Linked DNA regions of Mus musculus: region 1 is linked to region 2. Evidence: chromatin contacts called from public Hi-C data. All regions are on one chromosome and are shown on one strand. Each heading gives the region's core, a stretch centred on a gene start, on an enhancer-like site or on the middle of the called end of the contact. The rest is flanking DNA. Distances are from core to core; before and after follow the strand shown.

Region 1 (3,973 bases), core at 925-3,424, 76 kb after region 2:
ATCAGAGGTGGAGGGAGGGAGGGATCTGGGCAGGAGAGGTGGTAGGGAGGGGAACAGGAGTGGGGGACAGGTGTAGGGAGGAGTGGGACAAGAGGGCTAGGAGAGAGAAGGGAAATTGGTGTGGGGGGCATCTCTGCGATGAGCCAGAGACCTAGACGGGGAGTGTACACGTTAGGTCTGGTTCTTCCTCCCAGCCCCATGCTCCCAGAAATGAGACTCAGACTCAAAATATATTTACAAGTACTCTCTAGGTTCCTCTCTGTCTAAATTATCACTAAAATAACCCGTTTATTTTAACCTACATTCTGCCACATGGTTGGTTGCTTGTGCTCAGTACCATGAGTCCATTTCCTCACATCTTCCCAAGCAGATCTCCCACACCTGACTCTTTCCCAGAATTCTCCCTGCCTCTGGATATCTCACCTTCTAGTCTACCCTTTAGTATAGACTACAGGCTTTTTAAATTAACATCCATACAATGCACATGATATTCTCTCTATAGGGGAGGCTCTCGAGAGTCTATGAGGGTCACGCTAGCTGAAACTCATCTATCAATGGTGGGGGTTGGGAGAATGGTGGTAGTGGTCACCTCCTGTAGCCAGACAGGACTTCTAGTGGAGGGATGGAGACACCACACACCCACAAAACCTTCAACCCAAAATTTGTCCTGCTCGCAAGATGTGCAGGGATAAAGATGGAGCAGGGATTTAGGGGATCGCCAGCTGATGACTGGCAAAACTTGAGACCCATTCCATGGAAGAGAGCCAACCCCTGACACTATTAATGCTACTCTGCTGTCCTTTAAGACAGGAGCCTAGCATATCTGTCCTCTAAGAGGCGTTATCCAGCAGCCAATGGCTGCAAAGACCCACAGCCAAACATCAGGAAGAACTGGGGGGGGGGGGTCTTGTGGAAGAGTAGGATATAGGATTGTGAGAGCTGGAGCGATCAAATATACCCTAAGACCTACAGAGTCAACTAACTTGAGCCCATGGGTGCTCACAGAGACTGAACCACCAAACAAAGAGCATGCAGTGGGCGGACCTAGGTCTTCTACATATATGAGGCAGATGTGCAGCATGGTTTCCATGTGGGTCCTCTAAAATTGGAGCGGGGGCTGACTCTGACTCTGTTGCCTGCTTTTGGATCTCTTTCCCCTATCCTGGCTGCCTTGTCTGGCCTCAGTGGGGGAGGATGTACCTCTTCCTGCTGGGACTTGATGTGCCAGAGTGGGTTGGTACCCATGGTAGGGGCTTTCCTTCTCAGAGGACAAGTGGGGGGAATGTGAGGGTGGGCCTGGGAGGAGGGGGGCTGCGATCAGTGATGGTGATAGAGAGCCTGCGTGTGAGCCACCAGGTCTGTAACTGTTGTTTGCAACTGAGTGCTTGAGTGCTCACCTGGCTGAGGCACTGTTAACCCCAGGCCCTCTGTCATCTGACCCTCTGCATCCTTATCTCAGCCACCCTTTCCCATTTACTGTTTTTGCACATGCCTGGTGGAGTCATCCTCCCATACATTTGTACATGTTTTCTCTTTCTAGAATGCTCTTCCTGCTCAGCAGAGCCATACTTTTTCTTCAAGGTCTAGTTGTACAGGCAAGCTCTGAAAGCTTGTATGTGTGTTGTGTTCCCTGACCCCCACATCTTAGGCAGAGTTAATCAGTCACTTTTTAGTCGCACTCTGTACAAGTTCTCATGGTTAAACATTTACAAAATGCTGTAATTGTCTGTTTGTATTTGTCTAGCCTTCTGTGTTTAGCTTCTGGAGGATAGGATCCATAATCTTAATTCCGTATTCGTACTCGAGGTTTAATGCATAAAAGGGGTTCTCTATGAATGGTAGAGGAAATGAATGAATGAGTGATGATTTTACAGGTAACTCTGCTAATAACAATTATCTTGATGATAGCAAGTCTATATATCAAAGGATTAGAAGTTGTAAACCATATAAGATACTATGTTATCTAGAACTGAGTTTGACAGACTATCCATTTCTTAGTTGGTAGGCTAGATACAACCCAGGCTGTCTTGCCTTCACTCTTCTAGATTTTTGCCTCTTAAGACTCGTCTTTTCTGTAACAGTTTGCAGTTAGCATCTGGTATAGCTGTCAGAGACTTGCCTTGGCTTTCCTCTGCTGCATGCTCGTGCACGTGTGAACCTTTCTCCTCCTTTATACTTGCCAGCGTCTTGCTTGCCATTAGACTCACCTTGATTGTTGCCTTTTCTGACTGCTCCAGCCCAAGTCACATGCTTCTCTGACTTGCTCTCTTTGATTTAGCATATGTAGTAATACAGTATAATAAATAACTGAACTTCTGGCTTGCAAGGCACGCAGGCTTAGGTCCAGGTTCCTCACTCCAATTAGTGGCCGTGTGATTGATGAGCAGGTGAGCTTCTGAGAGTCTCTTCCCAAATCCTTAATTGGGAGTAGTGATACCAGTTCTTTTGAGGGTTGGCTAAGGAGTGCTCAGAGACAGTAAATGCTCAGGTGTTAGAGTCTGCAGTGTTGTTGGTGGTACCTGGGTAAGTCATGGTACCTGATTCCTGGTCTAGCTTGCTGAGTGATGGCTATGCAGTTTTGTAAGGAGCATGTTTTAAACCTACAGGCTAACCCTCAAAAGCTTGTTTGGATATTTTTGTAAAGAACATTAACTTACAGTTTTCCTCAGCAGTTTTTGTTCCTTGGCATATACCAGTCCTTTGCCATCCTGGATGCTTATTCTTTAGAGTACAAGATGTCTCTTTAAAAAAGCGTTCCTGAGGTCTGTCTCCTTCGGGCAAGGACAGGATGTTTCCTCTCTCTGCTTCATTGATATGACCAGCTTTGAGCTTGAGTGTTTGTACAGCTCAAAGTCTCTACTAATTAAAGAAGTGGATTAGATGAGACGGTTTGATGAAAGCCCATGGGCTGTAAGTGGTTTGCACATTTCCCTTGCTGGACACCATCATAGCAGTCCATCTGTTCATGCTCTCTTCCTGATCAATAGTCCATGGAAATCATCCATCTACGGCAGGAGACTTGGGCCATTTTGCTGCTTGAATTTTATCCACTTTGTAAATGAAGGACCAAGATAATTCAGTGTGTTTATTATGCAAGGATCAAAGGTCTTAGAAACTTTTTTTTTAAGATATTTTCTTTATTTACACTTCAAATGTTATCCCCTTTCCTAGTTTCCCCTCCCCCCTTCCCCTACTCACCAACCCACCTACTTCTGCTTCCAGTCCTTGGCATCCTTGGCTTGGATAAAATTCAAGCAGCAAAATGGCCCAAGCCTTCTGCCGTAGATGGATGATTTCCATGGACTATTGATCAGGAAGAGAGCATGAATAGATGGACTGCTATGATGGTGTCCAGCAAGGGAAATGTGCAAACCACTTGGCATCCCCCTATACTGGGGCATAGAACCTTCACAGGACCAAGGGCTTCTCCTTCCATTGATGACTAGGCCATCTTCTGCTACATATGCAGCTAGAGCCATGAGTCCCACCATGTGTTTTCTTTGGTTGGTGGTTTAGTCCCAGGGAGCTCTGGGGGTATCGGTTAGTTCATACTATTGTTCCTCCTATGGGGATTCAGACCCCTTCAGCTCTTTGGGTACTTTCTCTAGCTCATTCATTGGGGACCCTGTGCTCCGTCCAATGGATGGCTGTGAGCATCCACTTCTGTATTAGTCAGGCAGTGGCAGAGCCTCTCAGGAGACAGCCATATCAGATCCCTGTCTATCAGCAAGCTCTTGTTGGGATCCACAACAGTGTCTGCATTTGGTGGTTTAAGAAAGAACCCACCGTGCAGGGCATGGTGGTGCACACCTTTGATCCCAGCACTTTGGAGGCAGAGGCAGACGGATTTCTGAGTTTGAGGCCATCCTGGTCTACAAAGTGAGTTCCAGGACAGCTAGGGCTATACAGAGAAACCCTGTCTCGAAAAACAAAAACAAAACAACAACAAAAAAAAAAACCCACCATTACTTAG
Region 2 (3,968 bases), core at 1,117-3,616:
GGCAGAGGCAGGCAGATTTCTGAGTTCAAGGCCAGCCTGGTCTACAGAGTGAATTCCAGGACAGCCAGGGCTATTCAGAGAAACCCTGTCTCGAAAAACCAAAAAGAGGAAGAAAGAAGGAAGGAAGGAAGGAAGGAAAGAAGGAAGGAAGGAAGGAAAGAAGGAAGGAAAGAAGGAAGGAAGGAAAGAAGGAAGGAAAGAAGGAAAGAAGGAAGGAAAGAAAGAAAGAAAGAAAGAAAGAAAGAAAGAAAGAAAGAAAGAAAGAAAGAAAGAAAAAGAAATTGGTATCAGAGAGTGGGATTTTGTGAGATTTGGAAAGGACTGTAGAACTTTTTGGAACTTTGGGCTGGGAAAGCTTAGAACTTAGGTTATTCTTTGGGAACTTGGAGGACAAGAATGTTGAGAGAGAAATGCAAGTGATGGAGACTTGGTTTATGAAGATTCTGAGACTTTCAGGACTATTTGTTTGATATTTTGAATTAAGAGTCAATAAAAGAGGCTGGGTGTGTTGGCGCACACCTTTAATCCCAGTACTCGGGAGGCAGAGGCAGGCAGATTTCTGAGTTTGAGGCCAGCCTGGTCTACAAAGTGAGTTCCAGGACAGCCAGGGCTACACAGAGAAACCCTGTCTCAAAACAAACAAACAAACAAACAAACAAAAAAGAGTCAATAAAAGTGAAACCTTGGGGGCTGGAGAGATGGCTCAGCGGTTAAGAGCACTGACTGATTTTCCAAAGGTCCTGAGTTCAATTCCCAGCAACCACATGGTGGCTCACAACCATAATGAAATCTGATGCCCTCTTCTGGTGTGTCTGAAGTCAGCTACAGTGTACTTAAGATATATAAATAAATCTTTAAAAAAAAGTGAAACCTTTAGTTTACTGGGACAATCAATGCTGATGGCATAAAAAATCAGCTATCAAACCAGCATCGTTGAGGCTGTGACACTGTGGCCTACTGGAGTGTCAAGGCTGTACATCAAGCTGGCAGCAGAATGTGGCAATGTGAAAAAGTCTTATACATCATACTGAAGGCATGAAGGGGTTACAGAGAGCAACAAGGAGTTCATGAGACTAGGAATGGTATGGGACTAAAAGACACCATTAATGAAGGTGCTGTGGGACAATGGCCCAAGCCCTTTGGAGCCCAGAAGATCATGAGTGAGTCCCAAATGTCAGACATTGAGTTTTGTACACTGTTGGACTTGGGGTTGACTTGGATCTGTTTACAGCCATGTCCTGTTTCTTCCCTTTTGGAATAAGAAAGTATGTGATTTATTTTGGATTTTATAGGAGTCCACAGTTAGACTCTGAATATTTAAATTTATTTATCGCCTATGTGTGTAAGATATGTGTTTCTGGGCACATATATAATACAGTGGGAGGTGGGGGGAGTCAGCAGACAACCTTGTACAGTCCGTTTTCTCCTTTCATCTTTACATGGGCTCAAGGGGCTGAACCCAGGTCATCAGACTTGTGTGCCATACTCTTTACTCCCTGAGCCATCTTACTAGCTCTGACACAGGGTATTTTAAAAATAATCTATTTTTATTTTGTTTGCAAGTTTTTGTCTGCCTGTATTTGTGTGTACTATAAATATGTCTAGTGCCCTCAGAGGTCAGAAGGTATTGGATCCACTGGAACTGGCACTAGAGACAGCTGTCAATGCTGGGGCTGTCAATGCTGGGGACCGGGTCTTGTGCAAGAGCACAAAGTACCTTTAACCTGTGACCCATCTCTCCAGCCCCAACTTGAAGTATTTTAAAGAGATATTGAACTTTTTTTTTTCCTGAGACAGGGTTTCTCTGTATAGCCCTGGCTGTCCTGGAACTCACTTTGTAGACCAGGCTGGCCTCGAACTCAGAAATCCACCTGCCTCTGCCTCCCAAGTGCTGGGATTAAAGGCGTGTGCCACCATGCCCGGCTCATAAATGATAGAATTTTTAAAGACTGTGGGACTTTCAAGAGTTGAACAGTATTTTATATTTCAATCTTAATATTAACATGAGATCTTGGAGACAGAAAATCCTTAGAGATTATGTTTTAATAGTGATACGTTTATGCATCAAGTTGACAAGGGGTCATTTGTGCTCATTAGTCTTTGTTAGCACAAATCAGAGTCACCTGGGAAGAAGGACCCTTCGCTGAAGAACTGTCACCATCAGATTGGCCCATAGGAATGTCTTCAGAACATTTTCTTGATTGTTAATTAATATGGAAGGGCCCAGCCCACTGTGGGCAGCGCCAACCCTAGGCAGGTGGTCATGGGTTGTAGAAAAGCACAAGCTGAATAAGCCAGTGAGCAGCATTCCTCCATGGCCTCTGCTGTAGCTCTGGCCTCGAGCTCTGCCTTCAGCGGTGGATTGTGATCAGGGCGTGTAAGACAAACAAACGCTTTCTTCCCCCAGTTGGCTTTGGCCAGTCTCTTATCAGGGCAGGAAAGGCAAATGAGGACACCAGCCCTTGCTTCTGGAGTTTGTCTCTACCATTCCCAACCCTGTCTCTTCTGCTCAGGCTGCTGCCACCCCCAAGGCTCATTTACTCCAGTAAATGGCTTTGGGGTACTTCATGCACCCATTTCTTCACCCCTACCTGCCACCTCCCCCTTCCCTTCCAGCTAGAACTAGATTTGCCTGAGGCAGAGGGAACTTGGAGTCCAGTGTGGCAGAAACTGGTTCTACCACATGAGTTAGGTCCAGTTTGGCTCTGCGATAGATCTTTGTTCTGAGGGCACCTTCTTTGCCCATAGCTGACCTGAGTTCCAGTCCTCTGGGCCCTTAGCTCTGCAGCATGGAGGCTTGGCTTGGCTCTTGTACCCCATGGCTATAGTCCTGGCCATTTCCCCTGCAGCTCTCCATTCAAACTCCAAACCCCTCTCCCACTGCCCTTGAGCAGGACCCTTTGCTGACTGTACACACAGCTGTCTTTCCAAGATCAAGCTCCCCACCTCTTCCTCTCTTACCTGTTGGGTCCTTGTCCTGATGCTCTGGGCTCCATGCGAACTCATTACACAGCCAGGGATGTTCCTGGTAAAATGGCAGCTTCTTGGGCATAGACATTACAGTGCTTTTGTTTTCTTCCAAAGTACCTAGCATGGTGCTGGACTTAGGTCTATGGGAATGAATCACAACTTCTCTGAGAGTTGGTTCTTCTCTGTGGAGATGGTACTGCTGATCGGGGGTTGCACACAGGGTTCCGGGACTCCTTAGTCACAGAGCAGTGGACTTTAACATCTCTTACTCCCACAGAAGCTGGGTGCCCCTTGAGGATGAGGCCACCAGGACATATTTCTTAGAGGATTCATGGTTGCTGATACTCAATTGCCTATAAAACCTACTTGTGGGAGGTGGAATTCAAGAATATCCAGGAATTGAGGCATATAACAAGCTAAAGGCCAGCCTGGGCTACACAAGTTCCTCTCTCAAACAAACAAACAAACAAACAAACAAACAAACAAACTGAACAACAACAACAGAAAAGGAAGGAGAAAAACAGAACAGCTTTTAAACTAGGTTGGCACAGGTGCCTTCACTTGTCCAACAGTCATGTCAGGCATTGCTAATCAATCCCAGCATTCCTCTCACCGTAACCACAAGGCTTACTGCTATAAGAGCCTGCTACCAAGCAGTTCAAGGCTCCTTTTCAGGAGAAAACTTTTTTCACCTCAGTTAGAAGAAAATAAGCTAAACCTTGTCACCAAGGGTGTGGGATTTTGGCAGACTCTAGAAATTAAGGGCAGTATAAAGCAGAGAGGGTTTCCTGCAAAAAATAGGGGTCTTTGTAGGTGAGCTGTCTGCGCCACACTGATGAATTGTGTGTTCTATAGATTTAGATGCTGACACTGTGGCCTCTGAGGTGACATTAGGAAATGGGGCCTTGGGAGGTCATCAGGATGGAGCCCTTATAAAAGAGACTGCAGAGTTCTCCTGCTGTGAGGTTAGGGTCAGAGGTCAGAAGGGTCAGAGAGCC

The links. A called contact is a pair of places that touch in the nucleus more often than the background predicts.
Region 1: a Hi-C map of liver shows a contact between it and region 2, with 2.9 times the contacts expected there. The contact joins two enhancer-like sites. A contact is called at or near these places in 3 of 15 datasets of contacts at CTCF or cohesin (the NIH/3T3 cell line, embryonic stem cells and large pre-B cells), 5 of 484 Hi-C or Micro-C datasets (bone marrow-derived macrophages, liver and nephron progenitors) and 2 of 115 datasets of contacts at active chromatin or transcription factors (CD8 T cells and embryonic stem cells).

What each region holds. Positions count from the first base shown.
Region 1 is chr7:81,248,552-81,252,524 of GRCm38.p6, forward strand. The region is part of intron 1 of Pde8a (phosphodiesterase 8A); the gene reads left to right. Among named protein-coding and RNA genes, the nearest start is that of Pde8a, 37 kb to the left of the region's middle. Within about 2 kb of position 2,175, at least 15 of the 459 cell types and tissues checked have an H3K27ac peak or open chromatin away from gene starts, as enhancers often do. A contact at or near this core is called in liver, where this site is marked.
Region 2 is chr7:81,172,450-81,176,417 of GRCm38.p6, forward strand. No RefSeq gene overlaps it. Among named protein-coding and RNA genes, the nearest start is that of Gm44968, 32 kb to the right of the region's middle. Within about 2 kb of position 2,367, at least 7 of the 459 cell types and tissues checked have an H3K27ac peak or open chromatin away from gene starts, as enhancers often do. A contact at or near this core is called in liver, where this site is marked.